4 separate regions of the Mus musculus genome follow, and all the other regions are linked to region 4. A link is a contact called in public Hi-C data. All regions are on one chromosome and are shown on one strand. Each heading gives the region's core, a stretch centred on a gene start, on an enhancer-like site or on the middle of the called end of the contact. The rest is flanking DNA. Distances are from core to core; before and after follow the strand shown.

Evidence for each region. Hi-C and Micro-C count contacts between places; a contact is called where the count stands out from the background.
Region 1: a Hi-C map of cortical neurons shows a contact between it and region 4. The contact joins two enhancer-like sites. A contact is called at or near these places in 3 of 39 promoter capture datasets (the 3T3-L1 cell line, cranial neural crest and hippocampal neurons) and 2 of 484 Hi-C or Micro-C datasets (both in cortical neurons).
Region 2: a Hi-C map of cortical neurons shows a contact between it and region 4. The contact joins two enhancer-like sites. A contact is called at or near these places in 11 of 484 Hi-C or Micro-C datasets (the C2C12 cell line, the G1E-ER4 cell line, the N1E-115 cell line and 7 more) and 1 of 115 datasets of contacts at active chromatin or transcription factors (astrocytes).
Region 3: a contact with region 4 is called in a Hi-C map of cortical neurons, with 6 times the contacts expected there. The contact joins two enhancer-like sites. A contact is called at or near these places in 1 of 39 promoter capture datasets (cranial neural crest), 1 of 15 datasets of contacts at CTCF or cohesin (pro-B cells), 8 of 484 Hi-C or Micro-C datasets (MC3T3-E1-derived osteoblasts, adipose-derived mesenchymal stem cells, cortical neurons and 4 more) and 1 of 115 datasets of contacts at active chromatin or transcription factors (astrocytes).

Annotation. Positions count from the first base shown.
Region 1 is chr6:134,989,030-134,996,527 of GRCm38.p6, forward strand. No RefSeq gene overlaps it. Among named protein-coding and RNA genes, the nearest start is that of Gm36428, 9.1 kb to the left of the region's middle. Within about 2 kb of position 5,387, at least 46 of the 459 cell types and tissues checked have an H3K27ac peak or open chromatin away from gene starts, as enhancers often do. A contact at or near this core is called in cortical neurons and hippocampal neurons, where this site is marked.
Region 2 is chr6:135,088,669-135,095,813 of GRCm38.p6, forward strand. No RefSeq gene overlaps it. Among named protein-coding and RNA genes, the nearest start is that of Gprc5d, 26 kb to the right of the region's middle. Within about 2 kb of position 4,648, at least 21 of the 459 cell types and tissues checked have an H3K27ac peak or open chromatin away from gene starts, as enhancers often do. A contact at or near this core is called in cerebral cortex and cortical neurons, where this site is marked.
Region 3 is chr6:135,140,004-135,147,129 of GRCm38.p6, forward strand. All of the region lies in intron 3 of Hebp1 (heme binding protein 1), which reads right to left. Among named protein-coding and RNA genes, the nearest start is that of Gm22881, 5.1 kb to the right of the region's middle. RefSeq lists an enhancer at 1,544-2,107. Within about 2 kb of position 1,673, at least 51 of the 459 cell types and tissues checked have an H3K27ac peak or open chromatin away from gene starts, as enhancers often do. A contact at or near this core is called in cortical neurons, where this site is marked.
Region 4 is chr6:136,360,432-136,367,395 of GRCm38.p6, forward strand. No RefSeq gene overlaps it. Among named protein-coding and RNA genes, the nearest start is that of Eif4a3l1, 36 kb to the left of the region's middle. Within about 2 kb of position 4,135, at least 23 of the 459 cell types and tissues checked have an H3K27ac peak or open chromatin away from gene starts, as enhancers often do. A contact at or near this core is called in cerebral cortex, cortical neurons and hippocampal neurons, where this site is marked.

The sequences.
Region 1 (7,498 bases), core at 4,137-6,636, 1.4 Mb before region 4:
CACTGCCAGTGTCTCCTCACCCACAGTGAGACACTAACTGGTTCCCATGGCCAAGTGTATGAAGAGAGTTGAAACCGAGATAGGCTGTTTCTGAAGGTGGAGCTGGGAAGGAGTCATACCTCAAATCTTTCTCGAAGGCAAAAGCTGCTCTTCCAGGTCAACAAACAACACTGCCCTCATCTTATACGGGAGATTAGATGGCGGCTCTATAGGCGAAGGCCTTCTCTATGGCTCCCCATGGCGGATCCCGATGAAAAGAGACAGTTCATGGTTTTAAGGCATTCATTGTCATGGCGTCAAGTGGATGAGTAAAACTGTACCCCACTTTTCAGGACGGTCCTGAGGTTAAATATCTTTTGCAGGGAGGAGTGTCTGGGAAGGGGAGTTTATTGGTAAGCCTCCAGGCCTTTAGGTACCTCATTAAAATGGAGATGTCTTGAGGCTAGCAGACCACAGGTCACGTCCTCTACATATGGAGGGGCTTGGAGTGTTGCACTTACGTGACTGATGGCTATGGAGGGCTGTAGCTACATGACAGGAGTTGGTGCCCAGGAGTGGGCAAAATGCCATCCATCCCTTCAGGGTCACTGGGGTTCCTAGCCTTTGCTCAACCAGGAACCAGGCTGCCTTTCACCGTCCTACGAGATCAGACTCTAGAAAAATTAAAGTCTTTCTGGCAAATAATTTAATAATCATAGCTAACAATTATTAAGAGCTGACAACCACTGTTCTAGGTACAATTTGATTTTATTTACAATAATCTTTCCAAGTGGACACTCTAGTTACCTTGCTATTGTCAGATATAGTGAGGAACTAGAGAGGGCACATAAGGAGAGTGACCCAGGATTTGAGTTCTGGAGTGGTCTGATTCTAGAGTTAATACTCTTGGCTATTCTACTAGTGAATATATTTCTGCCTGGCATGGTGGCTTGTGTGTCTAATCCTGGCATTCTGAAAGCCAGGTCAGGAAGATTATGAGTTCATGGCCAGCCTTGGATACAGAGTAAGACCTGCTCTACAAAAAGGAGGTGGTGGGGGCTGTGTAGGGGAAGAAAGAAGTAAGAAAATCCAAAACCAAGAATGAGGCTCCTGTGAAGGGGGGGTGGGGGGTGGGGAGACCTGGGATGGAAAGAGCAGGGTTTATGCTAATTGCGGAGGAAAGGAGACCTTAGTGTGTTAGAAACAACACAGCCAAGAAGAAAGGGGTAACTGGGTAATTTTATGTCAATTTGACACAAAATAGAGCCATTTTGGAAGACTATTTCTCAACTGAGAAAATGTACCCACCAAAATGACCTGTGGGTAAAAGCCTGTGGCACATTTTCTTTTTTGATGGTAGATGCGGGGGTGTCCAGTCCACTGTGGTGGGGTCACCCCTGGTGTCCTGGTTGGGATAAGAAAACAGCAGGCTGAGCAAGCCTTGAAGAGGAGCCCAGCAGGTAGTATCCCTCCATGCTTCTGCCCCAATTCTTAGCTCCTGGTTCCCTCCTGAGTCCCTGCCCTGACTTTTCTGGACTGTCAAGTGGAAGCCGAAGAAACCCTTCCCTCCTGAAGTTGCTTTTGGTCACAGTGTTCTATCACATCATCAGACACTAAAATCCTGGGCCAACCAATCTCTGAAAATGAAACGCTTGAGGTCAGCCCACCCAAACTGCCAGAGCCTGGGTGTCAGTCTTTATGTCTTCCAGCCAGGGTGTGCACTCATTTTCAGTCCACTGTGTGCTCTCTCTGCTGGAAGCGTCTGAGTGAGTAAGTGGGTGTGAGAATGAGTAAGGCTCCAGGTTCCACTAAACAATGCCAAGTCATAATGCGTTGTATGGGTGATATGTTGCTGACATTACACTCTGAGATGCAATAAAGCATTATCTACGGTTTACATTCCATCCTCACTTCCCTATAGCATTTGACATGGTGAACCACCTGTGCTCGGCCGGGTCACCGTCACACAAACCAGAGTCACTTGGGAAGAGGAAACCTCAGTTGGGGGTACTGCATCCATTAGATTGGCTCATGGCACATTTTCTTGACTAATGATGTGGTAGCCAGCCCACTGTAGGTGGTGCCACTCACATGCTGGTGGTCCAGGCAGGCTGAGCACACCATGAAAACACAAGGAAGTGGTACTCTCCACCGTCCCTGCTCCAGTGCCTGCCTGGAGCTCCTGCCTTGTCTTCCCTCAGTTGGGATCTGTGATCTGGGAGCTGTAAGATAAAATAAAGTCTTTCCTCCCAGAGGTGCTTTTGGCCATGGTATTTGTACTGGCTAGTTTTGTGTCAACTTGACACAACCTGGAGTTATCACAGAGAAAGGAGCTTCAGGTTAGGAAATGCCTCCATGTAAGGCCCCTTGTGGGTGGTGCCATCCCTAGGCTGGTAGTCTTGGGTTCTATAAGAAAGCAAGCTAAGCAAGTCAGGGGAGGCAAGCCAGTAAGTAACATCCCTCCATGGCCTCTGCATGAGCTCCTGCCTCCTGACCTGCTTGAGTTCCAGTCCTGCATCTTTGGCGATCAACAGCAATGTGGAAAGTGTAGCTGAATAAACTCTTTCCTCCCCAACTTGCCTCTTGGTCACAGTGTTTGTGCAGGAATAGAAACCCTGACTAAGACAGTGTTTTACACTACCTACTTTAAATTTTTTTAATTTAAAAATAAACAAATAATTTATCATCATGTGTGGTGTACATGTGTGCACACTTGTGTGTGGCTATGTGTGCAAAGGTCAAAGGTTAGTAGCAGCTGTCTTCCTCGATTGCCCTCTTCCTTTTTTTTTTTCCGAGTCAGGTTTTCTCTGTATAGCCCTGGCTGTCCTGGAACTCAGTCTGTAGATCAGGCGCTGGCCTCAAACTCAGAAATCCTCCTGTCTCTGCCTCCCAAGTGCTGGGATCAAAGGCATGCACCACCACAGCCCAGCTGTCCTTTACCTTTGTTTTGAGACAAAACTGACCTTGGAGTTCACCTTTTGACTAGCTTGGGAACTAGCCCTTGAGATCCACTGTCATCACCTCGTCAGCAATGGAGTGGTAGATACATCCTAGGATTCTGAAGCCAGGTTCCCATGCTACTTTGTGTGGCCAGCTCTTTACCTGCTGAGCTGTCTCCCTGTTCCCTGGCCTGGCTTCCCAGTTCCTTTTTCCTTTTCCTCCCTCCCCTCCCCCTCCCTCCCCTCCCCCTCCCTCCCCCCTCCCTCCCTTCCTTCCTTCCTTCCTTCCTTCCTTCCTTCCTTCCTTCCTTCCTTCCTTCCTTCCTTCCTTCCTTCCCTCCCTCCTTCCTTCTTCCTTCCTTCCTTCTGTCCTGTTTCTCCCTCACTTCTCATCCCTCCTTCCCTCTTTCCCTTCCTTTCTGTTTTCTGTGCTGGTGACCAGACAGAGTCCTGCACATGTCGATTTTAAAAACATTTTTTCCTCTCTTGAATTCCTCAGCTTCTATAGATGTTTCTGGTCCTTAACTTCCTTGGTAGCTCTTCTCTATCCTCCATTCTTGATCTTCAAGTATCCCCTAATTTTACACTCTTAAGCTCTACCCTCTTACCTTCACCGCCTCCACACAACGCCTTCCCATGCGTGTCCACTCTCCGTGTTCCACTACCCACTCCTGAACTGTGTGGGACTTAGCTGTAAAACATCTTTCTCTTGGGCCAACTTGAATTTGATGGGCATAAAGTGAGATGAAGAACTATGCAAACTGACTCAGAAGGTTGCTAGTGGAACTAACAGAGGAGAAAAAGGGGTCTGACTGTGTCCCTGGGACCTACCTGTCCCTGTCCCTGCAGAGCCACACTGTGACTCCAGCCTGATGTGGTCTCACTCTGACCCATATGTGCCTTGTGACTGTGGTTCTTCTGATGATCACTCGGGGCAGAAACCCAATCACAGATATCGTTAAGTCTCTATGGTGGTGCCTCCGGCTCCTGCCACATCTGTTAAATGAACATAGGAACAGCACCAAACATCTTCATAGAAGGTCTGACATCGCTTCCCACCATGTACAGTGCCCCTCCACCTTCTTCTCTGTAAAATGGGCCCAATTTTTACTACTCTTGTGCTTCTTCTATTAAAGGTAGCATATGCTGTACCCCTATAATCCTAGTTCTTGGGAGGTAGTTATAGGATGACTAAGGGTTCAGAGTTGTTCTCTACACAGTGACTATGAGGCCAAGCTGAACTATACGAGGGGAATGGAAAAGACAACTGGGGTATCCCAGTTGCCTAGCTTGTAACTTCACTGTCTGCATAGCTCCCAAAGGCTTAGTTTTCAGTTATACTTTTCCAAAGCATGCATATCTTCCTAACTTAACTTGACCCATTCTCTTCTTTTTTCCCTTTTTAAATTCTCTGTTCTTTAAGAAAAGAAAATATTTATTTTTATTTAATATGTGTTTTGCCTGAATGTATGCATGTTGAGACAGGAGACTTGTGAATTCCAGACCAGCTTGGGAAACTTAGTAAGAGTCTGTCAAGGGGGAAAAAAAACCCTCTAAATAAATAAACAAATAAAACTTGGTTCTGGGTTTGAATGCAGATTAAGAAGCACACCCAGTTTCTATGGGGTTCGTTCCACTTCCTCTAGTGCACGGGGGTGGGGGGGGCTTTGAAGGAAGAGCTAAGGTAACTTCAAATAATGGTGTGATGTAGGACTGTTAAAGGGCTGAGTCAGAAGGAACAGGCGCAGGGTGGAGGTTCGAGTTAATAGGTGATTAGGAGGGGGAGAGATGCAGGAAGCAAAGCCAAGGAAAAATAGCTAGGTGATATCCACCCTTAGTGGTGGATACTCGCCGAATTGAATCAGAATTAAAGCCAGGGCCTCATGCAGAGTTAGCTCTCTCCTACACTGTGGGCCTCAGGGATTGAACTCAGGTCTTCAGGCTCTGTGGCGAGTGCCTTTACCCACTGAGCTATCTCATGGGCCCAGCCCAGAGATTTTGAATGAGCCATAGAAAAGAATCAGGGACCATCATACACCACTGGAGAACGTCAAGCAGCATCTTCAAGGGAGGGTGGGGGATTAGCTGACTTTTCCTTCCAGGCTGTGGCGTCATAATGGGGGTGCATTAGCCCCTCACTTGAAAACAGTTCAAGAGATGCTAAATTATCACCACGTGTGAAGACTGCACACAGCAGCTCCAGCTCATGTTGGCCTTTCTGTTCATTCGTTGCAGTCATCTTGATGTCAGCTCGTCATCCCGGGAAGGCTCCTGCTTTAAACCTGGCAACACTGCTGTGACTGTCATCATGACAACATGTATGCGTATGTCACTCGTCAGCATAGCAACAGTGTCGGGTTGCCAAGGGGTTTTCATAAACCTCTCCATCTTTAGTAACCTGTGTTTTTAACTGTGCGTGCCTTTAAAAAGAAAACGCTTGTGTGGTATATAAGGAGTCTGACAGAACCAGGAAGTGAGTCAGAGCTGCTTTTCCTTTTTATTGCCCAGCTCACAGTGGGAACTTGACCTTGAAACCCTGGCTTCTGTAGATTTTGACGTAAGGATTATAACGTCCACATTTCTTGATTGGTGTTGACTAGGTTAGACCCATCCCTTCCCCATGTTTAGTTACTACAGTATGTTGTCTGGGACCTCAGATACTTTGGGATCTTAGAGACAAACATCTTTCATTCTACTGACCTGAAGATGGAGCGGAGGGAATCTGGTGACCAAGTAGCAGGCTTGATAGGCAAGTTGGCTTTGCTGTCACGCCCCAACCTGTGTAGTGGACAGGCTTCCTTTAGTCCTACCTGCGGGACACTGCAAACAGGTTTCTTGCAACATAATTAGCATGAGAACACAAGTCACTACACCCCTGCTATGCCCAGTATCTCTGAGCCACATTGTAAGATGGTTCTCCCTACAGGACTGGCTGTTCCATCAGCGCTCACCAGGACTGATCCCTCCAGGTTCAGAAATTCCTGTGATCCATACACTTACGAAATAAAAAAGCTCTGGGTACTTAGCACTAAGCACTCACACAGGACACTCCCCTCCCACTGTTCTCAAGTACCACCCAATGAGCATTTGGGTCTAGGGTCTGTTCCTGTAGTGCTGGCAGGACATCAAACGGTACCAAGGTCCAGGACTAGTAGTGACCGGGATGGAGGAGAAGTGGAGGTCTTAGCTGCAGAGTCTAAAAGACCTGCGGATGTGGAACCTGCAGGAAAAGCGAGAACAGGCCTGAGAAGCAAGCGTGGGTGGCTGCAGTTTTAATGAGTGTTGGAGGATAAGTTCTTGCCTCGGCTCAAAATTAACTGTTTGCTGAAGGGATCCCTTTACAGTGTGTGGACTATACAAGTAACAAAATTAATTTGTTTAAGCTCATTAAAAAGAAATTAAGGCGGAGGCGGGGGGGGGTGCTGGAGAGATGGTTCAGTGGTCAAGAGCACTGACTACTCTTCCAAGGATCCTGAGTTCAAATCCCAGCAACCACATGGTGGCTAACAACCCCTGTAATAAGATCTGACCCTCTTCTGAAGTCAGCTACAGTGTACTTATGAATAATAATAAATAAATCTTTGGGCTGGAGCTAGCAGGGACAGAGCGAGCAGAGGTCCTAAAATTCAATATTCCCAACAACCACATGAAGGCTCACAACCATCTGTACAGCTACAGTGTACTCACATACATAAAATAAATAAATCTTAAAAAAAAAAAAAAAAGAGAAGAAGCTGGGCGGTGGTGGCGCGTGTCTTTAATCCCAGCACTTGGGGAGGTAAAGGCAGGCAGATTTCTGAGTTCAAGGCCAGCCTGGTCTACAAAGTGAGTTCCAGGACAGCCGGGGATATACAGAGAAACCCTGTCTCGAAAAAACAAAAACAAAACAAAAAACAAAAAAAAAAAGAAAGAAAACAAAAAACTAAAGGCACATCACTGATATTTCCATTTTCTTTCACCTACCAGTGAAGGCTCAGCGACGATGCAGCACCATCCTAGGACAGCATAGGTTCTCCCAGAGGACATGGTTTCTCACTGCTATGATCAAATGCCTGGCAATAAGCAACTTAGAAGAAACAGCTTATTTCCAATTCATAACACAGTCCGTCGTGGTACAAAGGTGTCACATTGCATCTGTAGTAAAAACAAAACAAAACGGAGAATCGCATGATGATTCTCATGTGTCTTTCTCTTTTAAAATTTATTTTTTTGTGTGTGTATGATGAGCACATGTGTGTATATCTATGTGTATGTGTACACACATGTGTGTGTGGACAGTGTAAGTGTTACAGCCCTAAGGGAAAGGCTTCCGCAACCGAAGCGATACAGCATCGACGGGAAGGTTTCCCCAGTACAGGTCTGAAGGGAAAGGTATCCTGATAGTTGGGAGCCAAGGAATACCACAAAGTCTCACCACACAACAAATCTCATACAAGAGATTTATTGGAAGGGAAAAATCCAGGAAAGAAGGGCTGGGTCCCACTCTTAAGTGTTCAGTGGGCAGAGCCTGGCTGTTGGAGGTCCTCAGGGACGTGTGTGTGTGTGTGTGTGTGTGTGTGTGTGTGTGTGCCCACTTGTGT
Region 2 (7,145 bases), core at 3,398-5,897, 1.3 Mb before region 4:
TTGCATCTCTCCCTGCTGAGCTATTGCCTGTTTCCTTTTCTTTTCCTTCTTTTACATGAAAGGTTTTATTATATGCGTGCTTTTATCTGTGTACGTGTATCACATGTATGCCCTCAGGGAAAGAAAGGGACCGGTCCTTTAGGGGTGAATTACAACCAGTTGTAAGCTGCCTTGTGAATGCTGGGAACGGAACTCAGGTCTTCTGTGAGAATAGCCAGTGTTCTTAGCTCTTGAGCCCCCCCCCCCTCTCTCTGACAGGATCTTATATAGCTTGTGTTAGCCTCAAAGTCACTTTGTAGGCAAGGTCCTTCTACCTCCGCCTCCCAAGAAGTAGGACCACAGGTGTATATAGCACCATGTCTGGCTTGCTTTTGGAATGTGTGTGTGTGTGTGTGTGTGTGAACCTCTACCTATATGCATGTATGGAGGTCAGAAGGAGACACTGAGTGTTTCTGTTCTATCACCCTCTGCCTTATTTCTTGGAGACAGGGTCTCTCACTGTAGCTAGAGCTAGGCTAGCAAGCCCTGGCGATCTTCCCTGACAAGGCAGAGGCTACAGGTACATGTGTAACCACAATGTTTTACTTGGGTCTTGGGTATTTGAACATAAGTTCTCATGCTTGCATAGCAAGCATACTTACTTACTGAGCCAGGTGTGAGGCAGGGTTTGATGCTGTATCCCAGGCTAGCCTGGTACTACATATCCCAGGCTGGCCTTTCACTCTCAGGACTCCTGTTCCGGCCTCCCAGGTATCCCTTACAGGCCTGCATCTGCATGTCTGGCTCTAGAACCCTTTGTCTTCAGGGCAGATAATGCTTTGGCCTCCCTGGATTCTGCTGATGTTCCATAGATGGCTGGGTTTGGGTAGCAAGTCACTGGTGCCTGACCCTGCAACTCCCCAAATACCTACAGAGTTGCCCATTCCTTGGAGAGGAACATCTCTGGACCTAAAACTCTGTGGTTTAAGGAGGTCGCAGAGACTGTCTGGTTGGTGTCTCTGCAGCCTTCATTTAACAGGAAACTCAGGGAAGCACGATGGAGCAGATACAGTAAGGATTGTATCGCTGGTTCTTGGCTCTCTCTGCTGTCAATCCCTGATCAATTCTACAACTGTTTTTAAAGGGAGCATTTGGTCAAAGAAACAAAGCCTGAGTATGATCACCCATATTTTCAGGATTCCTCTGATTCTCCTTCTTCAAATCAGGAGCCCTCTCCTGGCCTCTCTCCTGGTCTTCTCGCCCTGTCTGGCATGGAAGCCGCAGGGAGGCACTGGTGGGAACTGCCTTTCTGATTTGTCCTCCATCTCCCAGCCTTGAGTCAGCTGTCAGGTGAGGGCGCTCCAGACAAGAAGAAAAGCTTTCCCTCAAGCTGCAGCCCGTGAGATGGGGGTGGGGTGGGGGTGGGGGGACGACGACACAAAGTTCCCGCAGGCCTGAAGCCTCTGTGCAGTGTAAGCCAGCGCCCAGTGCTGATTCTCTCTCTGTGGGAAGTTATGTCTCCTTTAAGGGACATTCACCTGACCTTGGAAACTTTCTTATTCGTTCGTTCGTTCGTTCGTTCGTTCGTCTGTCTGTCTATCTATCTATCTATCTATCTATCTATCTATCTATCTATCTATCTATCTATCTATCTATCTACCTACTGACAAGATTATCCTATGTAACCCAGGCTGGTCTGGAAAACACCGTGTAGCCCACACTGGATTGGATGGTCCTCCTGCCTCGGCATCTTGAATGCTGAGGTTGTAAGTGTCCATGGGGTCTTAAGTGTTCCTTAGGAGAGCAGACACAAGCCAGATGGTGGTGGCTCACTTCTTTAATCCCAGATCTCTGAATTCAAGGCCAGCTTTTTCTACAGAGTAAGTTCCAGGACAGAGAGAGAGAGAGAAAGGGAGAGAGAGACAGAGAGAGGGGGGGGAGGAGGGAGAGAGAGAGAGGGAGAAGAAGAAGAAGAAGAAGAAGAAGAGGAGGAGGAGGAGGAGGAGGAGGAGGAGGAGGAGGAGGAGGAGGAGGAGGAGGAGGAGGAGGAGGAGGAGGGGAGAGAGACAGAGGACACAGAGACAGAGATAGAGACAGAGAACACAGAGAGCGTCACCGGAAAGCCCACACGTCATTATGGGGTTTGCAATGCCTTGCCCTGAGGTGCTGGCACTGCAGCACACATTCCAATCCCCCAGATCTAGCAACAGGCAATAAAATGAACCTTGGCTTAGCTGGGCTTGTGGCACATAACTTACGGCTTATAACCCCAGTGCTTAGGAAACTGACAACTGAAAGTTGTCACAAATCTTGTAGGCCTGTTTGGGATACAGAAGACTCTGCTTCCCTCCCCACCCTTACAAGAAAAACAGATGGGGCAATCTCAGCCCTTCTGAGGGAGAGGCATGACAACCAGGAGTTCAAGGCCAGCCTTGGGCCACATAGTAAAAATAAGGCCAGCCTGGGTTACACAAGATCCCTTTTCCACTCCTCACCTCCACAAAAGAAGAAACAGTTTAAAAAAATGAAGCGTTAGTAGGTGTGGTGGTGTGCACCTGTAATCCCAGTACACAGGAGATAGATACAGAACGATCAAGAGTTCAGAGTCATCTTTAGCTTCTTGGTGGGTTTAGGGTCAGCCTGGGCTACATGAGAAATTGTCTCTAAATAAATAAATGAAACTGAGGAAGAAGAAGAAGACTGGGAAGGGGAGGGGGAGGGGGAGAGGGAGACGATGCTTTAATGGGATTTGTTACCACACATGCAAGCAACCCCTCCTGCTCCCAGCTGTCTCCCTCTCTGGTCTCTTCCATGCATTGATGTACTGGTTCTGCTGGACTTGTTACAACTCAATTCAAAGCACCTCTCTGATGACTCAGGATAGCTGTGCGTGAGCTCAGAGACAATGCTTGTACCCAGCACCATCTCCCCCCCCCCCCCACCTACATAAAGCTGTGCCTCAGCCCTTCCCTCGATAAGATGGAATGACTGTAGTGTGCTGCCATCTTTCTGGGTTGCCATAATGCACGTGAATGCCCTTGGCTGGAGCTCTCAAGAGCATCCACAATGGTGGGGTCTTACCAGGACACACTTGAAGCCACAGTCTAGGTTCTGACTGACGACTGGTTAATCTGAAGTCACTGATGAGCAGAGCTGAGACCGTGGTCAGCCTTGGGCACACTAAGCAAACATGGAGTGATTGGCTCTGGATTTGACGTGCTGCTCAAAGACCTAGGAGAATGGCAGATTTATCTTCTCTCATCCTGTCAGCCTGATTTTGTTACTGAGAATCTCAGCTGCCATCTCGGACCATGAAGAAGCAAGAAAAAAAACCCATAGGAAGGGGGCTGGAGAAATGGCTCAGTGGTTAAGAACATTGGTTGATCTTCTAGAGGACTTGGGTTCGATTCCCAACACTCACACAATGGCTCACAATTATCTGTTAACTCCAGTTTCAGAGGATCCCGTAATATCTTATGGTCTCCTTGGGCACTGCATGTACCTGCTACATACATATACATGCTACATACATATACATGCTTGCTACCATATACCCCCAAATACCCTCACACGAAATAAAGTAAAAATAAATAAAAAATACCACATGGGACAGAAAATCCTGGATTCTTTTTCTATCATTGCCAAAATAGATAAATAAAATATTCCAGTAGAAGGAAGGATTATTCTAGAGTTTTTTTCCCCACAAGAAACTGAAATAGAACAAGCACATATTGATCTTAGTATGATGTCTGCAAGACAGAGGTAATGACAAAACCTAAGTCAGAGTTAAGAGTTAATAGTGGTCAGGTGTGGTGCACATTCCTTTAATCCCAGTACTAGGGTTCAAGGCTAGCCTGGCCTACAAAGAGAGTTGCAAGACAGCTAGGACTGTTTCACAGAGAAACCCTGTCTCGGGAAGAAAAATTAAACACTTAAACATTTGTGGGCCTATGAGATGGCTCAGTAGGTAAAGGTGCTTGCTGTTAAGGCTGAGGACCCAAGTTCAATCCCTGAAACCCACGTGGTGGAAGGAGAGACCCGACTCTAGCAAGCTGTCCTCTGACCTCCAAATGTGTCCACAGCACACAGGCTCAGGTGCACACACATATACAACACAAAATCAATGTGAAAAAGCATAGGGGAGGGGCTAGGTTGTCAGACATCTCTAATAGATCGCCTGTAAAGGCGTTTGACTAACGTCTTATCAATCACTCGGCCCAAAATAAAACATGTATCACATTTCCAACATGACAACAGAAGTAGAAAAAATAAAACCAGAACACTGACACATCGCAACAAAGTTAGAAGAGAGTTTAATATATGTAAATGTATTCATGGTCTCCAATGGTTACATAAACATATGTTAGAAAAACATTGGTAGACAGCAGTTTTGATGGACAAAAAAACCAACCCACTCCTAAGGGTTTTAGATGTCTTTGAGCCTGTGCTGGGACTCTGTGGCCTGGGCAGTCCTGGTACCATTAGGAAGCCTAAGCTAAGACATATGCTGGTCCCTCTGACTGGGGGTGTGCCCATTACCCTAGCCTGAATATTGACTCCATTTATCTGCATCTCATTTGCATGTGTGGGCTGTTTTTAGAATTCCAGGGTGCACAGCATGGCAGATGGGGCTGGAAACATTCGATCTGAGAGGAGAGGAGAGGATGCTGTAGGCACGTCAACGTCATCACAGACAACGCTTGGCTGCGTGCTTATTCACTGTCGGGCTCTGCTTCATGCACTTTAGTTCCATGTAAATGAATACATGGGGACGCTCTAGGCATTATTATTATTGTCACCCCCTCATATACACACTTATTTAGTGCCTGCATACTTGAAACACCAGGAGACCGAGTTATGTCCACCAAGGTGAAGCTGCCAGGCAGTGGGGCTGGCAGTCAGGGTAGGTGGGCCGTCTCAGACCTGGGATTGACAGCAGTGTGCTGACCAATAATCACTGCAGAGCAGGTGCCCAGCCGCTAGCCATTTTCAGGAGGCTAAGCCTAAGGCAGCTTCCTGTGAAGCTGAGCTTCCCTCTTGCTAGCTAGGGGTTTCCACGTTGAGTGATGCTATGTTGGGGCTGTCGTGGGGTTCTGTTTGGTAATGATGGACCAGGTAGGCTCAAAAGATCTCAGAGCTCTTAGAGTTTGCAGATCTGGCCTGTTGTGATGGCTAATAACCAACTAACAGGATCTAGGATCACCTAAGATACATTATGCAAGCCAAGCTGGCCTGAAACTTAAAGACCTCTGCCTCAATATCTTGAGTGCTGGGGTTTCAGTGTGCATACACTGCTATGGCTGGCGAAATACCATGTCACCAAACCAGGCCCCTTTTTACCTATGCCAATTATAACAAGTAATGGGATTTTCCAAAGAGAAAGTTTATTCAGGAGCTAGAGAGATGGCTCGGCCTTTAAGACCCAGAGGGCACAGGTTTGATTCCCAGCACCCACATGGAGGCTCTTAGCCACCTGGAACTCAGGTTCCAGGGAATCCAATACCTTCTTCTTGTCTCCTTGGGCACCAGGCACACATGTGATGCACATACATTCATGCAGACAAACACTCATACATATAAAATAAAATGAGTAATTTTTTAAAGGCAAATTTATTCATGAAGTGGCTGTGCATGTGAAGATAGACCTCAGGCCTAGCGACGTCATCAGGACAGGATTTGGGGGTGCTTATGTGATAAAGATGCAGCGTGAGCCAGGAACGGTGGCTCTAGATATTAGAGACAGGATCCTAGAGGCTGAGGAGGATTTCACGAGTATTAGATTAATCCTGGTGTGTGTGTGTGTGTGTGTGTGTGTGTGTGTGTGTGTGTGTGTGTGTGTGTTTGGCCTGAAGTGTGGGTGAAGGTGGTGAGGGTGAGAGGTAAAGTAGTCTTCATGGATGTGTCCAGTCTTCACAGCTCTTTCCAGAATGCATGCTCAGAACACGGCAGTATAGCTGACTGTGGAGAGGCAGACCTTTGATCCCAGCATTGGGAAGGTAGAGGAGGGTAGATCTCTTTGAGTTCAAGCTTCCCAAGTTCCAGGTCAGACAAAGCTTCATATTGAGATGCTGTCTCGAGAAGAAGGAGGAGGAGGGGGAGGAGGAGGGGGAGGAGGAGGAGGCGTGGGGGAGGAGGAGGAAGAAGGAAGAAGGAGGAGGAGGAAGGGGAGGGAAAGGGGGAGGGGAAGGAGGAGGGGGAGGGGGAAGTGTAGGGGAAGAAGAAGAAGAAGAAGAAGAAGAAGAAGAAGAAGAAGAAGAAGAAGAAGAAGAAGAAGAAGAAGAAGAAGAAGAAGAAAGGGGGAAGGAGGGGGGAGCAGCATGGTGATATTCTTGGCCCGCACTCTCTTAGCTCAAAGGGAAGAGCCAATGTTTTCAACAAAACCAGCTTTGGGATCCCTGACTGAAAGGCAACCAAGGTAACTGTCACCATCATGACTCCTGTGTCAGTGGCATCACATACAGCATAGCTGGCTTGAGACTGACATTCTACTGCTCAGCTATGTGACTGCCATGATTCAAGTCCTGATTGTTAAAGTCTGATGAAGTCAAGGGACCAACAGCAGATTCAGCTGTTTATTCAGTGTTTATCCAGATTTCCCTAGGTTGTTCACGAAGGGCTTATCTGGTTATATTATCTTTTACCTTGTGTGTGTTCAGGGGTGTGTGTGTGTGTGTGCCTATGTTCAGGTGTGTGTGTGTGTGTGTGTGCCTTTGCATACGTGTGCATGTCCATGTGGAAGCCAGAGGGCAACCTTGAGTGTTGTTCCTCAAATGTGACCCACCTTATATTTTAAAACATTTTTATTTATGTATTTGTGTGTGTGGACACGAGTGTGTCATGGGACATATGTAGAGGTCAGAGGACAGCTTGTAGAAGCCTGTTCTTTCCTTCAACCCAGTGGGCCCCAGGGATCACTCTTAGGCCATCAGACTTTGCAGCCAATGCCAATGCCTTTACCTTCTGCATCCCGCCACCTGCTGAGATTATTTTTGAGACAGGGTCTCCTATTGGCTTAGAGCTCACCCACTAGGCTGGCTGGCCAGAGCGCCCCAGGGACCCACCTACCTGCCTCTCTGGCAGTACAACTGCAATCATAGTCCACCACCACTCCTTCCTTACCCTCCTCCCAGCCCCCAGCATGGGTTGTGGGCATTGAACTCAACTGC
Region 3 (7,126 bases), core at 423-2,922, 1.2 Mb before region 4:
ACTGTATCTGCATGCCTGCCTGCATGGATCCTGTGTGGTCGGTCCTCCTCTCAGATACTTTAGTTTTTATTTTATCTCTCTCTCTGTGTGTGTGTGTGTGTGTGTGTGTCAGAGAGAGAGAGACAGAGACAGAGACAGAGACAGAGACAGAGACAGAGGCTGAGGGAGGACCTCTGTGTGCTATAGCACAGATGGAAGCAAGAGAACAACTTTTTGGAGTCAGTTTTCTCTTTGCACACCCAGGGTTCAAACTCAGGTCTTCAGGCTGGCATGGTAAGCACTTCTACCCACTGAGTGCTGGCCCCTCTAAGGCCCTTAAATAATTTTTGAATTACAGACCGTATCTCATGCCATGTAAACGCTGTGCAAGTTGCAGTTAAAATGTACTTCTGGGGTAATAATGAGGAGAAAAAAAAAGTTTGTGGGCCAGTGAATGGCTAACCAAGGCCGATGAACAGGAGCCACAAGGCCAAAGAGAGAACAGACTCCCGAGATACACATGAACACACACACACACACACACACACACACACACACACACACACACACACACACACACACACCAACTGTTTGGTACAGAGACAAATTTCTTAGGATTTTTGCCACACAGATCTATGCTGGGACAAGCATTGATGAATCGTGTGACAATTACTTCTTAAAATTTTTGTTACAATTATTTATTTATTTATTCATTTATTTGGTTGTGGGTGTTGGTGTGTGTACGTGTGCATAGCATAGTGCCATGGTGTGTGGGAACAGAGACCCGACTGTACAGGTTATTTCTTTTCACCATGTGGACCCCAGGACTTACACTCGCATCAGCCAGCGCCTTCACCAGCTGGGCCATCTCAACAGCCCTCACATGGTATCTGAATATCTGTCTGACACCGTATGACAGGTCATTTTTGTCAGCTTGGCTGGTTTTAGCATCACCTAGGGTACACATCTCAGGGTGTGCCTGCAAGGATGTTTTCCAAGAGGTCTAACTGAGGAGGGAGTGGATACAGGCAGTGCCATCGCATAGACTGGGGTCCTGGGCTGAATGGAAAGGGAAGAAAGCAAGCAAGGTGAGTGTCAGCATCCCTGGCATCCTTCACTCTCCTCTTGAGGACCCTGGACGTAGTGTGACCAGCGGCCTCACACTCCTGCCTCCAGCCTTCTCTGTCTCGAGGAGCGCTATCCCCTTTCCACTGAAGAGATATGACTAGCTCTGGTCAGTGAGGAGCGATTCAAGGTACAGATGTTGCTCAGAAAGCTGAAAGGTTGTTCTCAGGGGTCCTACGACCTCCTTCAGTGATGACAACAGGAAGAGGACCCATCAAAGGTTTCTTGGGAGTGGAGACCCAGTAAAGAGTGGCAAAGGAAATGTCATCACTCAAGAATTTATAAAGTTCACTCCTGAAAACCCCCTGCATTTATTCCTAGGCAGCACATGATGCTATGTAATAAAAATAAAACTTCCCTAACTGCTTCGCTATAGAAACCACCAGGAAACAAACAAGGCTGGGAGGGTCATAGAAATACAGGCATGTGCTGTCTTCTCTGCTCATTTTACCAACTCACTCTGACCCTAGTCACAGAAAGACAAACAAGCCAGCTAGCCAAGTCCTCCCAGGAGCACAGCCCCTCATAGGAAGGAGGCCCAGCCTGGCTGACTCAGCCTGCCATCAACACCAAGTGCCTCATCCCTACCAGTCTCAGCCTCCACTCGCACACTCAGGACGACAGCTCCGTGCCCACAGCTCTGCGAATTCACGAGCGTGCTTGAGTGAGTGGCAAGAAATGCTTGTAAAGTGCTTCGAGCTCCCCACAGGAAATTGAATGCTCAGACTGTTTTCGTAAGCCTGTTAATAGGTGTGTAACTCCTCACCTTCAAAGAAGCTGTCCTCCAGGGCACTGGATTTTATCTCACCCCATGTCAGACTAGCAACCGTGGTTACCATGGAAGCAGAAAGACATACCCGTATCTACGTACGCACACATGCACGTGAGTTCAGGGAAAAAATAAAGAGGCAAACTAGAAAGACTAGGAAAGTTAGGAGGTGGTCAAGAGTCAAGCTTCAGTCAGTCAAGGAGGCCAATATGCATGCCATGTTATCTTTCAGCGAGTCTGTGATGCTCTGTGTGTGTGTGTGCGTGTGTGTGTGTGTGTGTGTGTGTGTGTGTGTGTGTGTGTGTGTGTGATGATTCTGAGGTTGACCATCTACTGTTGTCTAAAACGTTAACAAGAGGATACCAGTTTACAGAGTTAGCTGTGGTTCTAATTTCTCCTTCTGTTACTGTGACAAAACACTGACCAAGAGCAACTTGGAAGACAGAAAGGGTTTATTTGGCTTACACTCCCACGGCACAGTCCATCCATCATAGGAAGTGAGGACTTCAGTCTGGAGGTGGCAAAGCAGAGGCCAGAGAGCAGTGGCTCTCAACCTTCCTAATGCTGTGACCCTTTAATACTGTCTCTCATCTTGTGGTGACCCCAACCATGAAATTATTTTTCTACTGTTATGAATCATGAGTATCTGATATGCAGGATATCAGATATGTGATCCCCGGGAAATGGTCCTACAAACCCCCAAGGGGTCGCGACCCACAGGTTGAGAACCACTACTATAGAGTCCATTGTCCCCCCCCCCTCGCCTTTCCCCACTCTTGCTTGCTCAGCCCGCTTTCCTATAGCACCTAGCACCATCAGGCCACAGATTGTACCTCTCATAGTGGAATGTTCTCTTGCATATCAATCATTAGTCAAGAAAATGCCAAAGACAGGCTAATATAATGGAAGCAATTTCTCCATTGAGGATCCCTCTTCCCAGATGTGCTGGCTAGTTTTATGTCAACTTGGCACAAGCAAGGGCCATCAGGGAGGAGCAAGCCTGTAGGGCTCTTGATAGGGGGGAAAGGCCCAGCCTATTGTGGGTGGGGCCACCTGGGCTGGTGGTCCTGGGTTCTATAAGAAAGCAGGCTGAGCATGTCATGAAGAGTAAGCCAGGAAGCTGAACTCTTCTATGGCCTCTGCATCAGCTCCTGCCTCCAGGTTCCTGCCCTGCTTGAGTTCCTGTTCTGACTTCCTTCAATGATGGACTACAATGCAGAAGCTTAAACCAAAGACACCTTTCCCTCCCCAACTTGGTTTCAGTCACGGTGTTTCATCACAGCAACGGTAACCCCAACTAAGACACCAGGCAACTTTAGATTGTGCCAAGCTGAGAAAACTAACCGGCTACACACACAGCAGCTATGCACCAAACTAGAGTAACTGCCCATCTCAATTCCACAGGGAAGATGGCGTCTCATTGATGTCTACTGAACAAGTGCAAGAGCTGACTGGGTGGAACATCCTTGAGCACAGAGCCCAGAGCTATAAGAGGGTAGAGAACCTCTGCTCTGTGGTGTCCTGGCCACCAGCGTTAGTGGTCATGTCCAGCATACCGAGATTATATGGGCAGATGGAAATACAACATACCTGGAGATGAGTGGGCATTTACATATATGATCCTATCTCATCCTTATGACAAACTAGGCATTGTTATCTCTGTCTCACAGACATGGAAGCCGTATGAGTCATATGCCATCAAGTTGACTGTCATGGCCCTGGCTCTCAGCTCCCTCTCTCTTCATTGTTTGGTTTGCTTGGGAGCAAATCAAAGACCCTGCACATTCGAAGTAAGCTCTCTGTCTCTGAGCCACGCCCCTTGCCCTTCCACCTTCTAGTCTTTCCTTTTTTTATTTTTGGAGATAGTGTCTCATTCTGTAGCCCAGGCTGGACTGATACACATACTACGAGCTTACTATAGGAAGCCCTAGCTGGCTTCAGATTCATGGCGGATCTCCTGCCTCTGGATCCTTACTGCTGAGTTACCAGCACGAGGCACCATCCCTGGCTTCGACTCTTCCTTCCACAAACATGTCATTACATTAAAACGGCAGCGGTCTCCCTTAAATCACTCAGTCTCGACGATCTATTGCCAGTCTCTGCTGAGAATCCAGTTGTGGGGGCTGAGTTCTCACCTCGGTGGGCAAAAGAAGGACAGTCATTTGGAAGATCACCTCGAGCCTTAGTGTAAGGAAAATCCTATTCCCCAAGGTATTCACATAGGGCCTGTGAGATGGCACAGCTGGTAAAGGTGCTTGCTGCCAAGCCAGAAGACCTGAGTTTAAGCCCCGGTACTCACATGATGGGAAGAGAGAACCATTTCCTAAAAGTTGAATTCTGACCCCATCATGTACACACCAAATAAATGTGTGTGTGTATGTATATGTATATGTATATGTATATGTATATGTATATGTATATGTATATGATGTATACATACATATACAGTGGAGCATAGTTTTAATCCCAGCAGAGCTCTTGTATATTCCAGGTCAGCCTGGCCTACACAGTGAGTTTCAGGCTAGCCAGGGCTACATAGTAAGATCCTGTCTCAAACAACGACTTAAAACAACAACAGTAGCAGCAGCAGCAGCAGCAGCAACAACAACATGACCTATTCAGGTAGTGTTATCTTTTTTTCCCTAAGGCATTTTATTTATCTAAACAGTCCTGCTAATTAATGTACAATCTCTCTGTAGACATCTCTTAGGCTGCAGAAAAAGAATTTATCCATCAAGCATTCTCACTGTATTCCTTGAAATACAGATCCCTTCTGTTACCAACCTTGTTTTCAATGACACTCAGGAGCCAAGTGCTGTAACTGCACATTTGACTTGTGGTGACACCGTGTGGCCAACCCGGGGAATAAGCTCAAGGGAAGTTAGGATGAGATGTTCAGTTATAAAACATTCACCCACGGAGCAAGGCTGAATAAAGACAGTATTTGGTTCTTCTACATTTTGTTTGTGTTTGTTCTTGTCAAGGCTTCCCTATGTGCCCAGGCTAGCCTCAAATTCACCATCTTCCTAGTCTAGCTCCCCGTGTGCTAGGCTTGTAGATGTGTAGATGTGTGTGTATTTAGATTTCATCAAATGGTTCCTCCGTTCCCTTCCCCATCCCTTCCTCCCACCCTTTCTTCCATGGATTCACTTTATGTGTGTGTTACGTGTAGTGTGTATATATGCTCCCTGTGTGCTCATGCATGTATATAGTGGTGTGCACGCATGCATGTGTGAAGACCAGAGGTTGACACTGGTGTCTTCCTTATTTCTCTCCATCTTATTTTTTGCGATGTCTCTCACTATACCCAGGGCTCGCTGATTTTGCTATACTGCCTGGCCAATGGGCCCCCGTCTTCCTGTCTCTGCTTCCCTGACACTGGGATCGGCCATGCAGATTGCTGCACCTGGCCTTTTCTTTTTCACATACTGCTGAGGATCCACACTCAGGTCCTCTGGTTTACAAGGCTATCCACTGACCCGTCTCTCTAGCCCCTTAGTCGATCCTTTAACATTTATTTATTAATGAATGTTGTGCATGTGTGTGTGCACGCTTGCATGTGCCATGGTGCACATGTGAAGGCCAGAGGACAACCTGGGGAACTGGTTCTCTCCCTCCATTTTGTGGAGGCAGGGGTCTCTCGTTTGTGCTACTTCACTGTGTACCCCAGGCTGGACTATGAGCTTCCAGATGATTCTCCTGTCCCCAGCTCCATCTCACCACTGGGGGCTGAGAACACAGATACATGATCTGCATCTGTGTTTTTATGTGGATTCTGGGAACTGAACTTAGGTTCCCAGGCTTGTGTGGCTAACGCTTATAGCTACTGAGCCATCTCTCTGGTCCTAATCTACCCTTTATTGAGGTGTCCTTTTTCATCATAAAGAACCAGGTCTTAGAGGAATGGTTAACTCTAGCTTGAGAGCAGGAAATGTTAAGATGTGTTTGAAAATAAGGAAGATGCCAAAGCAGGCGAGAGGTGTGTCAACAGATTGAGAGATCAATGGGAAACCAATGTGGCTCCTACTGGTCCTAAATGGCACAATATGTGCATCAGAGAGAATAAAAACCTCAGATCCTGGTTCACTAGTGCTCACCTGTAATCCCAGATCTCAGAGGGTGGAGGCATGGGGACCATGCTACACAGTGAGTGTGAGGCCAGGGTGGGATTCTGAGACCCTGTCTCGAAAAGGGAGGAAGGGGCTGGGGAAATGACTTGGTGCAAAAGTAAAAGTGCATGCGTGTGATCCTGCGTTTGAACTTGGAGTACCCACAATAAAAGCCAGACACATAGGCAAAGCATCTGTAATGTCAGCACTCTATTGGGGTGATAGGAAGTGGAGATGGGAGACAGCGGACAAGGAACAGAGGGTCTGTCTCAAACAAAGAGACCACAGAGGCCTAGCACCCAAAGCTGCCCTCTGACCTTCACACCCTCTTCATGGCATACCCAGACCTGTATTTATAACCGCACCACATAAATAGATTTTCTTAAGGCCAAGAAAAGATAAATGGAAGAACAAAATAACAACAACAAAACCCAAAGAACAAGCTCGAAACAGTGCAATGCAGCCAGCATATTCAGAGTCGTGCTTCTGTTGATAGTAAAAAACAAACCAAAACACCTAAACCAAGCAAGCAACCAACCATAAACAAAACCAAAACCAAACCAAAGCAAAACAAGCCAGAGAGGAAGATCGCCGCCTTTGGAAGACACCAAGGGAAGAAACCAATAATCCTAAAAACTAGCAGAGGAAAAGAGCCATGCCTCCTGCTCTCTCTGTGTGCTTCTACCTTTGTAAAACTGAGAGAAGAGGCGAGATTTGTGTTTGTTGAAGTATGCCAACTGATGAAGGATGATGCAAACACAGAGGACACTATCATTTGATGAGCTCCCATGAGACAGGCACGTAAGCAGGAACATCCTCAGCTTACCAGCCAACTCCACAGGAGCAGAGCTTAGCAGACGCAGAAGCCCCTACCAGGCCTCAGCGCCAAGAGACACAGGAGTCCCTAGTGGGACTCAACAGCAAGGAAAGATTCTTGGTTCAAACCTGAAAGCCTCAGTCTGAATGCATCTCTAGTACCAAACACAGGCTACAGGCAACACAGGGGCAAAGGACGTGTTAGTGTGACATGTAAGTGCCAGGATTTAGGCTTAGGCTTTGGGAAGCAACAGGGCCAGTGATCCACCAACCACAAGAACAAATGAACATGCTCTGTGGTGTGCAGAATTACAAACTGAAAAGGCTT
Region 4 (6,964 bases), core at 2,885-5,384:
ACCCTGGTTGTGTGGGCACAGGAGAGCTGGCAGGCTGACCAACTGAGCTACCTCCCAGGCCCAGAGCAGAGCTTTGAGTTGGCCCACCCCAACATTGATCCTATCTATGATCTGTTGGAACATGTGAAGGGGCCAGTCCTACAGATCCAAGTCTGTGGGATTCTCCAAAACACAGGGCAGCAACAGGATATCCGAGACGAGTCCCCTTGAGGATTCGGTATTAATAAGAATAGCACAAGTCAGAGGCTTTGAAACAGACCAATGACTCGTTGCAACGATCATTTGCAAGTAAAGATGCATGAACAAAGGGGTACACTGTGTGATACACTACAGCTTCCATGACAAGATGGTTTTTATTATTATTATTGGTGGTGGTGGTGGTGGTGTTTCATCTTATTTTATTTTATTTTATTCTATTCTATTTGGGGGGGTAGGTTCCAAGGGCAGACAGGAAAGGATGGGAAGATGAGTGGGATTAGGTTGCATGATGAGACATTCACAAAGAATCAATGAAATTTTAAAAGGGGGCTGGAGGGATGGCTCAGCAGTTAAGAGCACTGACTAGTCTTTCAGAGGTCCTGAGTTCAAATCCCAGTAACTACATTTCCAGTAATTACAACCATCTGTAACGAAATTGGATGCCCTCTTCTAGTGTGTCTGAAGACAGCTACAGCATGCTTACATATAATACATCAATAAATCTTTTAAAACATTTTTAAAAGAAGAATTACTATTATTGTAGAGTTGAAGCACGGGTCCCATGACATGAGAATCGCAGCAGCGTGGGTCCTGAGAAGATTGTGTGTCTTGGACCCTGCCTCCACGGCTGCTGGTAGAGTCCAATAGTGGGGAATTGAAGCCCAATTGAAGGCCTTCTATGGCATTTAACTTGCACATGACCCTAGCGTCAGGGTACCGTACAGAGAAATGCCTGTCTGAATAAAGATGGAGTGAATTTTCATTATCTTGGTGGAATGGGAGCTCAGAGCTGGTATTAACTTGACTCATATAATGTCCATTCACAAACAGCTAGTAAAAAAAAAATAAAATTGATGTTGTGGTAGATTAAATTATAATGGCGCCAACTACCTGAAGCAATATTATGCATCTATGACCTTGTTGTGGTATCAGGATGGATAAAGAAAATGTCTATCAAAGCAAATTGCCATGTGATAGCCAATAAGATGTCTGTAGGTGAGCTGTGAGCAGAGACTCAGCTTGAGTTCAGATAATAAGTGTGTTTGCTTGTGTCTGGTACCCCAGTGAGAACAACAGAGCCAGGTGTCTCCTGCTCCACCAAAGGACAAAGCTGCCTCATTTCATCTACAGACCTGTGGCCCAAATCACAGCCCCACAATGCACATGGAGAAACAATTGCTCATTTGTGTATGCTGCTGATAGTCCATGATTGGTTGTTACCCAGAAAGTCTGACTGATACACAGCTCATCTATGCTACCAAGAATTCTCTAGCTATTGAACAAGGCAGATGTTGATGAAATAGTATAAAATGATCTTTTACAAGGTACCGAGTATTTTTCTTAGCATGTATGGGTTGGGGGAGGGAATATGTGTATATATTTATTTGAATAATTTTAGACTGTGTCTAGGAAGATGTTGCGTTGGAATTCTATAGAAAAACAGACCTAATAGAATGAATATATTTTTTAAAGAAGAAAATTTTTGAGATGGGATTTCTCTATGTAACAGCCTTTGTTGTCCTGGAACTCAATTTGTGTAGAACAAGCTAGCCTCAAATTCACAAAGCTTTGCCTGTCTCTACCTCCCGAGCTGCTGGGATCAAAGGCATGCAACACTACACCCAGCAGAATAAATATATTTTAAAAGAGGATCTATTAGAGTAGCTTATTCCTGGAAGGGCTTGCATAGTCCAGTATTAGCAGTCTGTGTACTGGGGAGACTAAGAAGGCAGTAGTTGCTCAGTCCACGAGGCTGGATACCTCAGCAGTCCCAGGCTGGTCCTGAGGACCAGGATAATCTCTGAAGAATCATCATCAGTCTGAAGGCGCCAAGGATGGTGGCAGCGACAATATCAGGTTAGATGCACTCACCAGCAATAAGGGAAGGCAGGCAGGCAGCAGTGCTCTTCCTCATTTCCCCTTTATATCAGGGCGTGTGTGTGTGTGTGTGTGTGTGTGTGTGTGTGTGTGTGTGTGTGTGTGTGTGTGTACATGCACTCACATGAGCACACACACAGAGCACCTCCAGCTCTCATGGAAGGAACAGTGCTTACCGATTTGCTCTCCCTTGGCTTACTCAGCCGGCTCTCTTACACCATCCAGAACCACCTGCCTAGGAACAGCGCCGCCCACAGTGGGCTGGGCCCTCCCCCATTAATCTATAATTGAGAAAATGCCTACAGACTTGCCGACAGACTCAAATTGATAGTCCCTCTTCCCAGATAACTCCAGTTTGTGTCAAGTTGGCAGAAAACTTGCCAGCACAGTGGTTAACTATGATTGTCATCAAAGCCCAGCCCTGGTTGGCTGAGGGATAAAATGGGAATGATGTAACAGCTACCCAGACCTTAGTAGCCCCAGACACTGGCACAACTAACTCCTTGATGGAAGTGCTATTCAGCCTTGGGATGCAACACACAGGCAGCAACACCCGCCAAAGCCTAGCCCATCAAAGTCCATAGTTTTGGGAAAGTCTCTAAATATACTAATCTTGCCTTTTGGCTGCTGAAGTTCCACTTCTTCATAACTAAGGCGTGTCAGCCCATGGTGTGGTTTTTGTGCCTAAAAGCTCACAAAGGCTTGGAACTGTACTTGCGTCCCAAACAACCACTGTAGTCACTGACCAGCTAATGAAACTTTCTATCAGCTTGAGTCCATGTCCAAGTGGTCTTCTCTGGTAGTTACCTCATAGCAGTGATAAACCACTATTTTTTCAGCACCTAGCAACAAGGGAAGGCAGTAACGATCCAGCTGAGGCTCCGTCCTGGATGAATACCACCTAGAAATAACTTTGGTTCCCACACATTTTCTTTTTAAAACTGATTCCCGCACATTTTTTCTTCTTTTAGAGTATTATATTTATTTTATTTTATTTATGTATGTGCACGTGTCTGTGTGAGTGGATGCCACGTGTGTGGATGCCCATGGAGGCCAGAAGAGGGTGTCGGATCCTCTAGATCTGGAGCCGCGGGTACTGGGAACCCTGCAGAAGAGCAGCCAGCACTCTTGACTGCTGAGCCATCTTGCCAATCCAGTGAAGCATTTTCAGTATTGTCTGTGTAGATAGGGAGGTAATATCTAGGTCTGAGGAGGATTCGATTGGGTCGATAAAGACCGGAATGGGAGCATGAAGGGACAAAGAGGAAATTGTGCTAAAAATGGGTTGCCATCCATATTTTCTAACAAGCCACCACCCTCATTTCCTGCCTCCCTCCCCCTCCCTGTTTCTCTCTCTGACACCATCCCTAACCTCTGAGACTATCCCTGAAGCTGATATCATTATAACTCACAGCACCAAGAAAGTGGGTTCAACTACTTAGAATAAACCTATTTAGGAAAAAAAAAAAAAAGATAGCTGACCAGATATACATTTTTTTTCTCCCAATGAGGGGAGAAGTCTATGTTTCTTTCCATATTTCCCAGGGTCCAAGAACCACTGTTCGAATAAGTGCATGTTGCCATGGAAACCCAATTCATCATTACCATCATCAACAGTTACTAAACGCCTGCTAGTGCTGTTCTGAGTTACTTCCTACTTAGAAAAGAAAGAGATGATGTTTGCTGTGAGAGAATTTCTAATTATAAAGACTTCTAGAATAGAACTCGCTGGATGAGGAAAGGATGAACCTTTATCATCCATCACTGCCGGGAGCCAGGGATGCAGGGATTCACAAGACTCAGCTCCTAGCCACAGAGTTCAGCTGCAGGTGGGCAGGGGGCAGCATCAGGAAGGAGTGGTTACTGGACAACATGGAAATGTGGGGATGGACCCCAAAACCATCAGATTGGACACCAGAAGCACATACTTGCTCTGCATGTTTGTATACCGGTCCCTTGCTTCAGTGTGTATCTCTGAAGGTAACATCTTAAGACCCATCATGCACAGGGCACAGTTCCTACGTCCTCCCCCTAGATTCCTTCCCTGCTCCATGTCGTTGCTTTCGTGCCCCACCCCCTGTCACATGCAAACAGCACTCCTATAAAAAGTGTAAAGGATGGAAGTGTGGCTTCAGCAAGCTGTTAAGCCACAGAACTCATGAATAATTTAGACTCCACCGACTGCCAATGAGTCTCTGATCCAAAACTCTGGGTCCAGGGAGCCAATGCTGGGCAGGGCACCTGGGAGGGCTAATATGATGCCCTGGGGAGTGATTCATCTTTATTTATTCTGTGTTGTCAGCAAGCCTTGATGCAGGATGCTGACTGCCTGTCTGGATCTGCAATGCTTTTGGATCACCCTCTGGGGCCCTACTTGTTGCCAACCCTCCGTTAGTTGCTTCTTGCCAGGCCTCTGTGACAGACCCAACTAACTGCCTCGACTCCTGCATCTCACCACACTGTCCGTCACCTCTTCCAGTCCATCTACACTTGCCCCGCATATCCTACACCCCACCTATGCATCCACCGCAAAGCAAGCTTCACCCAACGGCAGTGGTTCTCAACCTGTGTGTCCCGACCCCTGCAGAGCAAATTATGCATTTCATAACAGTAGCAAAATTACAGATATGAAGTAGCCATGAAATAATCTGATGGTTGGGGATTGGGTTGCCACAAGGTAAGGGACTGTATTAAAGGGCTGCAGCAATAGGAAGATTGAGAACCACTGCCCAACAGGGTAGCTTTTTGTCCCCCTTTTGCAGTGGCTACGCACAATCCTATGTCCTACAGGAATGAAATGAGTGTGCTAACCCTCTTACATGACAGTGGGGTTCCCTAGAGAAGTTAAAGCAAAAGGTGGGCTAGTAAGCTTCACAGGCCAAGGACGTGGAATCAATACTGCAGTCTGCCCCATTTTCAAAGCTGCTGCAGTTCTTAAATGTGATCCTGAGAACATCAAGCCTTGTAGGCCATGAACACTCTATCTCCCTTCTGGGCAAAAGTAAGGTGATACTTAAGGGGTTTCTAAGAGTTGCATCCTGTTTCCTACAGGGAAAGGATGGCTAAAGGAAGGCCCACAGTTCATAGTGTCTAAAGTAGGTCTAGAGATAGACTATTATTATTGCACTGCCTAAAGCCTGCTTGGGTCAGCCTCTGCAGCCGGAACTCTGCGTAATAAGCTCAAATGTCACTTCCTTAATCCAGAGCCTCTGTGTTCACCTCCTCACATATGGCTTATAATCCTGTCTCCCCAGTCGCTGATACTTGAACTGGTGACACCTTCCTCCATCCACTGTCTCACCTCTTAGGGGCTAACATGCCCTCTACCAGACAATGCTTCCAACTTCACCAGAGTGTGACCACTGCAAACTATGTACCCATCGTCTTCCATGTCCAGGCGATGGATTATTAATATTGCCCCTGCGGGGACATGGAGTATTCAGGAAGACACAGTGGCTAGAGTTCTCCAGGGAGCCAAAGCAAGGAACTCCACTGAAGAAGGTCTTACCAAATATCCCACTGAGTGGGATTAGGTTCCTCCTTGTGCAGTAACTACCCACAGGAAAGGACTAGAAGACTGGATGCCTAGCCAGCACTACGGCTCAGCAGGTGACCACTGCTCACCTGATTCACAGATATGACCACTGCTCCCTAACCAAGAACACACAGGCATCCTCTGTTAGAGAGGTCCAGGCTCTGGGCTGGTCTGTGACTCACACTAGCAACCCAGGTCCTAAATTGCAAACCATATTTGAATTGACTTGGGTTTGACTGTTTTTTGTCCAGGACGTGTGTAGTGGTGGTGTGATGACATTCAGAATGTAGTCCAGCCGGGCGGTGGTGGTGCACACCTTTAATCCCAGCACTTGGGAGGCAGAGTCAGGCGGATTTCTGAGTTCAAGGCCAGCCTGGTCTACAAAGTGAGTTCCAGGACAGCCAGGGCTATACAGAGAAACCCTGTCTCAAAAAACAAACAGACATGCATACATACATACATACATACATACATACATACATACATACATACAACAATGTAGCCCAGTTAGGCCTGAAGTAATGGCACCAGGAAGGATGGAGCTCTAAGATTGCATGCAATCCTATAGTCTGCCCAACTACAGATGGTCTTAAAAGCAGTAACTCCGGGGCTGGTAAGATGGCTCAGTGGGTAAGAGCACCCGACTGCTCTTCCGAAGGTCCGGAGTTCAAATCCCAGCAACCACATGGTGGCTCACAACCATCCGTAACAAAATCTGACTCCCTCTTCTGGAGTGTCTAAAGACAGCGACAGTGTACTTATATATAATAAATAAATAAAATCTTAAAAAAAAAAAAAAAAAAAAAAAAAAAAGCAGTAACTCCACACACTGGTAGGTTATCGTAGAAGAAACCCAACAAGAGGAGATGGAAAGGAAAGATTACAAAGGGGCATGAGGAAACTTGTGGAAGTGACAGTTCTGTTCATTATTTTAGTGCTGTGTGTTCGTCCATTGCACCAGCTGGTAAACCCTATCAGCCCTCCTTCCCCCAACCCCTCCCACACAAAGAAAACACACTCCACCCCACCCAATCCCACCCAACCCTACCCCCTATCCCACACTCCCTCCCTATCCTACCCCCATCCTGCTTAGAAACCCCACCCCGCCCCGCCCACTTAGGGAAAACACCTTCAGGGCAAATAAGTCATCCCCACCCCCCTTGCCTGTTTCCAGCGACCCACCCAAGTGTGCCCGCCCAGGGGTTCAGTTTTTGACCGCGTATGGACACAGTCCCAACTCCTAGCTGGCACGCACGTCGTCATCACCCCTAGCCTAAACTCTATAAAAATCCCCTTGCCTTATTTAGCCTGGATGTGTGACTTCACGAACCTCCACCTGTGCGATCAATGAAC